Regions from separate parts of the Gossypium hirsutum genome. Here region 1 is linked to region 2. A link is a contact called in public Hi-C data. All regions are on one chromosome and are shown on one strand. The core of a region is the stretch at or near the end of the contact, and the rest is flanking DNA. Distances in the headings are between cores, read along the strand shown.

What was found. Hi-C and Micro-C count contacts between places; a contact is called where the count stands out from the background.
Region 1: a contact with region 2 is called in a Hi-C map of leaf, with 2.6 times the contacts expected there. The contact joins the enhancer-like site here to the promoter of LOC107951910 in region 2. A contact is called at or near these places in 4 of 34 Hi-C or Micro-C datasets (hypocotyl, leaf and petal).

What each region holds. Positions count from the first base shown.
Region 1 is chrA02:87,308,029-87,311,207 of Gossypium_hirsutum_v2.1, forward strand. It overlaps the pseudogene LOC107951908. Among protein-coding and RNA genes, the nearest start is that of LOC107952425, 33 kb to the left of the region's middle. Within about 2 kb of position 1,468, at least 9 of the 9 cell types and tissues checked have an H3K27ac peak or open chromatin away from gene starts, as enhancers often do. A contact at or near this core is called in hypocotyl and leaf, where this site is marked.
Region 2 is chrA02:87,222,192-87,225,174 of Gossypium_hirsutum_v2.1, forward strand. LOC107951910 reads left to right here and starts at 1,673. Exons shown (of 15, transcript XM_041085132.1): 1 at 1,673-2,224. The coding sequence starts at 2,119.

The DNA.
Region 1 (3,179 bases), core at 218-2,717, 86 kb after region 2:
TCCATAACTAAGTATTAAACACTAAATTACTCCACATATGACTTTATAATTTTCTATTGTCTCGGAAAAAGAGGAAAAAAATAATTCATCAACAATATATGCAACACAGTTTGCATCGTTCAGCATCACATCCCCAGGTTGAAGATCATACAATTAAATCCCAAAAGTTCGACCTGCATATTTCTTGATGAAACAAAAGTACAAATAGCTTCCAGTTTCATTGATTCTTTGCATTTGAAGGCCAAAGTATGACTTGCGTACACACAAATCTACATTACATTCGCTAACTGTAACTCTAAGATGAAATGGCAAGTGACCAACCTCAGGCAGAAGCTCAGTATCAAAAGAATGTAGATCTAAGAGACCGGGACTGAACTCGCCGCTTGGCGGACGCGAACTAAATGGAGGAGTTGTAGGCTCCGTGAAATAGTCGTTCCCCGTATTAGAACCCCTCTGTACATTCTTATACATTCTAGATCCTTGAGATCCTCCTCCTCCACCATAAAACGCATAATCCTGCTCTCGATCCAAGCAGCATAAGCAGCAAAATCATGCATTCGAAATAATAACTACTTTGTATTGAAATATTGCTCCCTGCACATTCCATTTATTTATTTTGCTCGCAAATTAATTTCCAATCTAAAAAAGGGAAAAAAATCAAACATTTATCAATTTTTTTATCCAATAAAGTGTCATCTGGAAAACTTCATTCATTTTGTTTTCTTTTAATACCAAAAGGAAATCTCGAGAGTTAAAGCAGCCAGCTTAACTGCTTTTCCTTTCGCATGTTAGACTTAAAATTATATAATTAAATCTAAAAAATCAACACATTTTCAGTTTATTCTTACTAAAAAAAATAGATTGCCATTTTCATTTTATTTCTCCAACAAAAAAATTAATTAAAAAGGAAAAAGTGTGAGACCTGAAGAGGAGGAACAGAGTTGTTGGAAGAGTGAAGATGTTGAAGACCAGCAGACTGAAGCCATCTCCCATTCGACGTCGTTTCCAAGAAGTTATCTGAGTGTTGTCTCTGATGGTGCACTTGAACTCCTGCGGCATCAGATCTCTGCCTCTGTCTCCCCATTCCGTTCATCTCCCAACACTCTTCCACCTCGCTTTCTTTCAATTATTTAATCAAATTAAAAACAAAACTTCGATCCTTCGATTTAAAGGTTTACCTCTTCAAAATAGAAATTATAAAGAGAGAACAATCAAATGCCCCCGATTAACATTTAACCGGATCCTCCTCGATCTTTTTTAAGCTTTGGTTTCAGACAATGATCATTCAAAGCAAAAGGATTGAGTTATAAAGAAAATGGACAGTGTCAATGAGAATAAGAGAAAGGGATTGGATTTTTGAATTTTGAAGGCAGTTGGGAGAGACACGTGTGGCACGTGCCGTTGGGGGATGTGGAAGGAGGTACTATACGACGGCGGATTGAGCCGAAAATTGTGGAGAGGGGATCTAGTGGGCCCGGGACTTGGGGGTCTATACATATGGCTTTTCTTTAAAAAGGTCTAATTCTATCTTCAGTCCCTATATTCTTTAAAACTTTTAAAATTCAATCTCTTATACTTTTAATTTTAGTAATTTAGTCATTCTACTTATTTGATTTAAATATTAAAATCTAATTAAAGTTAAAATCTTGAAAATAATATTGGTAAGAGAGATAACTATAAACCCTGAAAAGATTAGTTTTTTTATGAATCATAAAACGAATATAGAGAGATACCTTTAGTTCCAACAAAAAATTTAAAATGCAATTGATAACCTTCTTAATTGCTATTGTTTAATTGAATAATAAAAACTTTCATTAGTGGGTTATAAATTAAATATTAATTTTTAAATTAAACAAGGAGAGGAATTAAATTTCTAAAATTAAAAATATAGAGTAAAGACTACGAAATTTCAATAGTTGAAAAAGTAGAGGGATAATGAGGGTGATTAAATCTTTGAATAATTTGAAGGAATTTGGAGTTATTTGTTTTGCGAAAATAGGGGTATCAGCAAACCACCGTCCCACATGGTGGGACCCTCCAAAAAAATCAATCAGTTGCGCGCTTTTGAGTCTCATCCAAAAGCTCCCATCTTGTAGGGATACAACTCTCCCACCCCATGTGTTTCATCAAATTGAGTAAATCTTTTTACTTTTATTTTTCTATTTTAATTTTACATATATGCTAAAAAAAATTAATTGAGAATCTATACTACATTTTTTTGAAAATTTATCTATTTACATTGTTTTTGGAAATAAAAAGAAAAATGCGTTTTATGGGGTGCGTTTTCACTTCTAATAAAAATGCGTTCTATAGGACGCGTTTTCACTTTGGTAAAAGAAAAAATTCTTTTTTCTTTTCTTGTGGTTGGAAATTAAAAATTTGTAAATTTATTTTTGTCCGTATTTGAGATAGACATGATTATAGTTTTAATGATTGTTTAAATTCATAGTGGTGTAGTGGAGTTGAGTGACCTATAAATTTCATTTGTCATATGAGTATGGAGCCATCACCCAGGAAATCGGATCGTGTTGCAACTCAAGGTCCCACTTGACGATAATTATACTATCTGAGGTTGAAGTGTAACTAGGGCTTCAAGTTTATAGGGGTTATATTGTCGAGGAATAAAGCATAAATGGGGTCATACTTGATAGTGGTTATGCGGGCACGACAACAAATTTTTCCTCGTTAGAGGAGGATGCTTTATAAAACCCAAACAAATGTACAAAGAAGAAAAACGCAGTGGCCTTTTTGCATAACCAAGTATATTGTTTTATCCATGTCCACCAAAAGCTATGCCCCCGTTATTATAATCTGTGACATAATTGGGGTGTAATAGGTTTTACTAACATGGTCACTGCTTTTGGTGGACATGGACAACACGAATTACTTTATTATACTGGAAAACCCCTATGTTTTTCTTCCTCTTTCATGTGGGTTTCATAAAACATACTCCTCTAACAAGGAGAAATTGGTTGTTGTGCATGCATAACCAACATCAGCTAAGGCCCCAGTTATACTCCATCCTTTGACATCATAACCTTTGTAACCTTGGAGCCTTAGTTACACTTTAACCCAAGGCAGTATAGTCACCGCCAACTTGGACCTCGAGTTGTAAAGGGATTCCGGTTTCTCAGGTGATGGAGTTATACTCACATGACAAGTGAAATTTGTAAATTATC
Region 2 (2,983 bases), core at 423-2,922:
TTTTATAGCTGAATGTGGCAGCTAAAATTTGCTAAAAATAGCAGCCAAAGAGCCACCCCTTGGCCGGCCATCTATGTGGCAAAGTTGATGGCGTCAACTTTGCTAAATATGGCTTGGGGAAAATCCACAAAGCCACCAATTGTGGAGGGGCTTGAATGCAACTTTGACAAGTCTTTAAGGGCTTCTTTGCAAGCTTAATTAATCAGCTAATAAGCTGATTTGGGTCAGCATATGGATGGTTTTGGGCTGCCCAATCCTTGGCCTGTTCAGTTCAATCGATTCGGTTCAACTGGACCACTTTTTTCATAATTAATTAATAATAATTTATTTAGCCCAAATTAAATTGGGTGTAAATTAAAATTAATTATATTATGAACTAATACACATAATTCGACCGTTTTAGGCTGGAAATTAAGTTGCCTCGATACTTTAAATTGCTTCTCGGTTTTGTGCTTTTGGTAGTGTCTGCTGAGCCATTTTTCGCCCTTTGCGCAAATCTGTCGAAAATAACCAAAATTCATTAAAAATAACTATAAAATTAAATAAATTTCAATGTGTTCATATTTTAAGTGCACTTTAATTATTTTATAAAAATTAATTATTTTTCGACAAGAATTTAACCGAGTTCTCATGAATTTAAGTTAATAAGGGTATGAAAAAGTGTGTAAATTTTTGTGTTTCCAGTGACTAGTACAAGAAGTGTTCAAAACATGAATAAACCAATTTGCAAGCATTGGGGTAAAAATCACTTCGGAGAGTGTAGACTAAAAATGAGAGCTTGTTTCAGATATGACTCCACCGAACATTTTATGCTAGATTGCTCGAGGAAGTCAGATGTTATCAGTGATCAGGCTGCTAAGTTGATGTCAACTCTGCAAATAGGTAAAAAGTTAGGAATTGGTAATAATGTCAGAGCCAGTCGAGGTGGAATAAAGATGCGACCGTGAGATCTGAAGCTCATGCACCTGCTAATAGATTTGATATGTAAACAATATATTAATTGTATTAAAAAATAATGGAAGCAACTTAAATTAAGATCATCCTGCAAAGCATAGTTTTTTGGCACCAATAAAATAGTATCACATCATCAAATTTTAAAGATATACAAATAGTACTATACACTCATATATATATAAATATATGCCACTTTCTCTAACTTAATTTAACTTTAATTAAATTAAGAATCAAAATTTTGAGAAAAAAAATGTTGGAACTATAGTGTAAAAAAACCATAAGAAAAAAATTTAAAAACCTAAAATAAATAATTGAAAATTAAACGAAGAGATCAAAGAAAAATTGAAAATAAAGAAAAAAATTTAACCACCAAATAAAAAAAACTAGGAAATTGAAAAATTATAGTCACCACAAATTGTATCATCAAACTTTGTTAAGTGATTAAAAACTATAAAAAAAATGAAATAGAGAACAATTTAAAATGAAAAAAAAATTGACTATCTAGAAATTAAAAACTTTTAAAAAGATAATTGCACAAAAATAAAAAAAAATTATAAGGTTATAAAAAAATATGTTCGTTTATTTTTAAAAAAAAATTAATTATGTTAAATATCGTTATCTTTAAAAATGAATAACATGATAATATTTGAATGGTGCTTCAAAACGAAACCTTTTAGAATATTTTAATATAAATTATTCTCAAAACAATAGATTAATTAACCGCATTATGTTTTTTTGAACCTTAATTAATCGCATTGTTAACCAAATTAATCCCAGAAATATAATCCTAAGTCGAGAAGATTATAATAGAAAAAATAATGAAAGGTGTAGAAAATGTAAAACACATACGCGAAAGCTAAATCAGCATCACACCAAAACATAACCTAACGGTCCTCGTCTTGAAATTTTCCATAATTTTTTCTTTCCTTCCAAACACTGCCTTTCCTTTGGTTCCTTCATTTCATTTTCCCTTCACATTCTTTCATTCCTTCTTCTTCCGCTTTTCTATTAATTGGTTCTTTGTAAGCTTTGTTGTGGCTGTGGTTTGCAGTTTCCATGAATAAATACAGAGATATAGAAAAAGGGGGAAAAACAATGATTCGTTCGATTGAGAGATGTATTCTTTGATTTGATTTGCTAGTTTTTTTACTTGGTGAGCCAAAAATGGACATGCCAAAGCAGGTGACGGTTCGTGACTTGGTGGAGGAAGCCAGGAAGCGGATCGTGATTTTTGCTATCTGCGTCGTTGGATTGTCCTATCTCATGTCACGTTAAGTTCTCAAATGCTCTCCTTTCTTTCTTTTGTATTTTTCATCTACTTGCTACTGAATTTACTATATACTTTTGATTGTTTAATTATTCCTTTTGATCTTCGAGTGTAGCTTGATTAATACTTTATTCAATTACTTACTTGCTACTGGATTTACTACATGATTTTGATAGCTTAACTTTTAGTTTGATCTTCAAGTTTGATTGATTAGTACTTTTATTCAATTACTTGTTATTGAGTTCAGTTAGGATTTTGACTCTGTTCAATTACTCTTTTAAAACTAAATTTTTAGTAACTTTAATTTTGCTTCGTCTCATCCATTACTAATAGGAAATCGGACCGGTTATAGTTTATGTAGCCTGCAGGTGTAGCATTGAAGTTTTATTAAACTTCGGTTTCAAATTAAAGTGGCACCAGGATTTCAAATAGTCATTTTTTTCCTATTTGCCGGAATTGATGTTCTATAACCTACCAGTTTAGTCAGTCTTGCATTCGGCTGTCTAGGTGATGAATTCAAGTTGCAGCCACCAAGTATTTAACTATTGTTGAGGTCACTCAGTTCGAAACTAGAACTTTAGTTAACATCATTTATGTGATCAAAAGTTTTACACTTGTTAAAGAACAAAAAAAAATTGCACTTGCTGGTGTTTCACTTCAGTTCCTTAATGTGAAATTGCCATGAACTATAGTCATAAAGAGAGCACTAGTTCCTTTTTCTTTATACACATTACCTGCCAGTTCAGTGTAATGCTACCAATT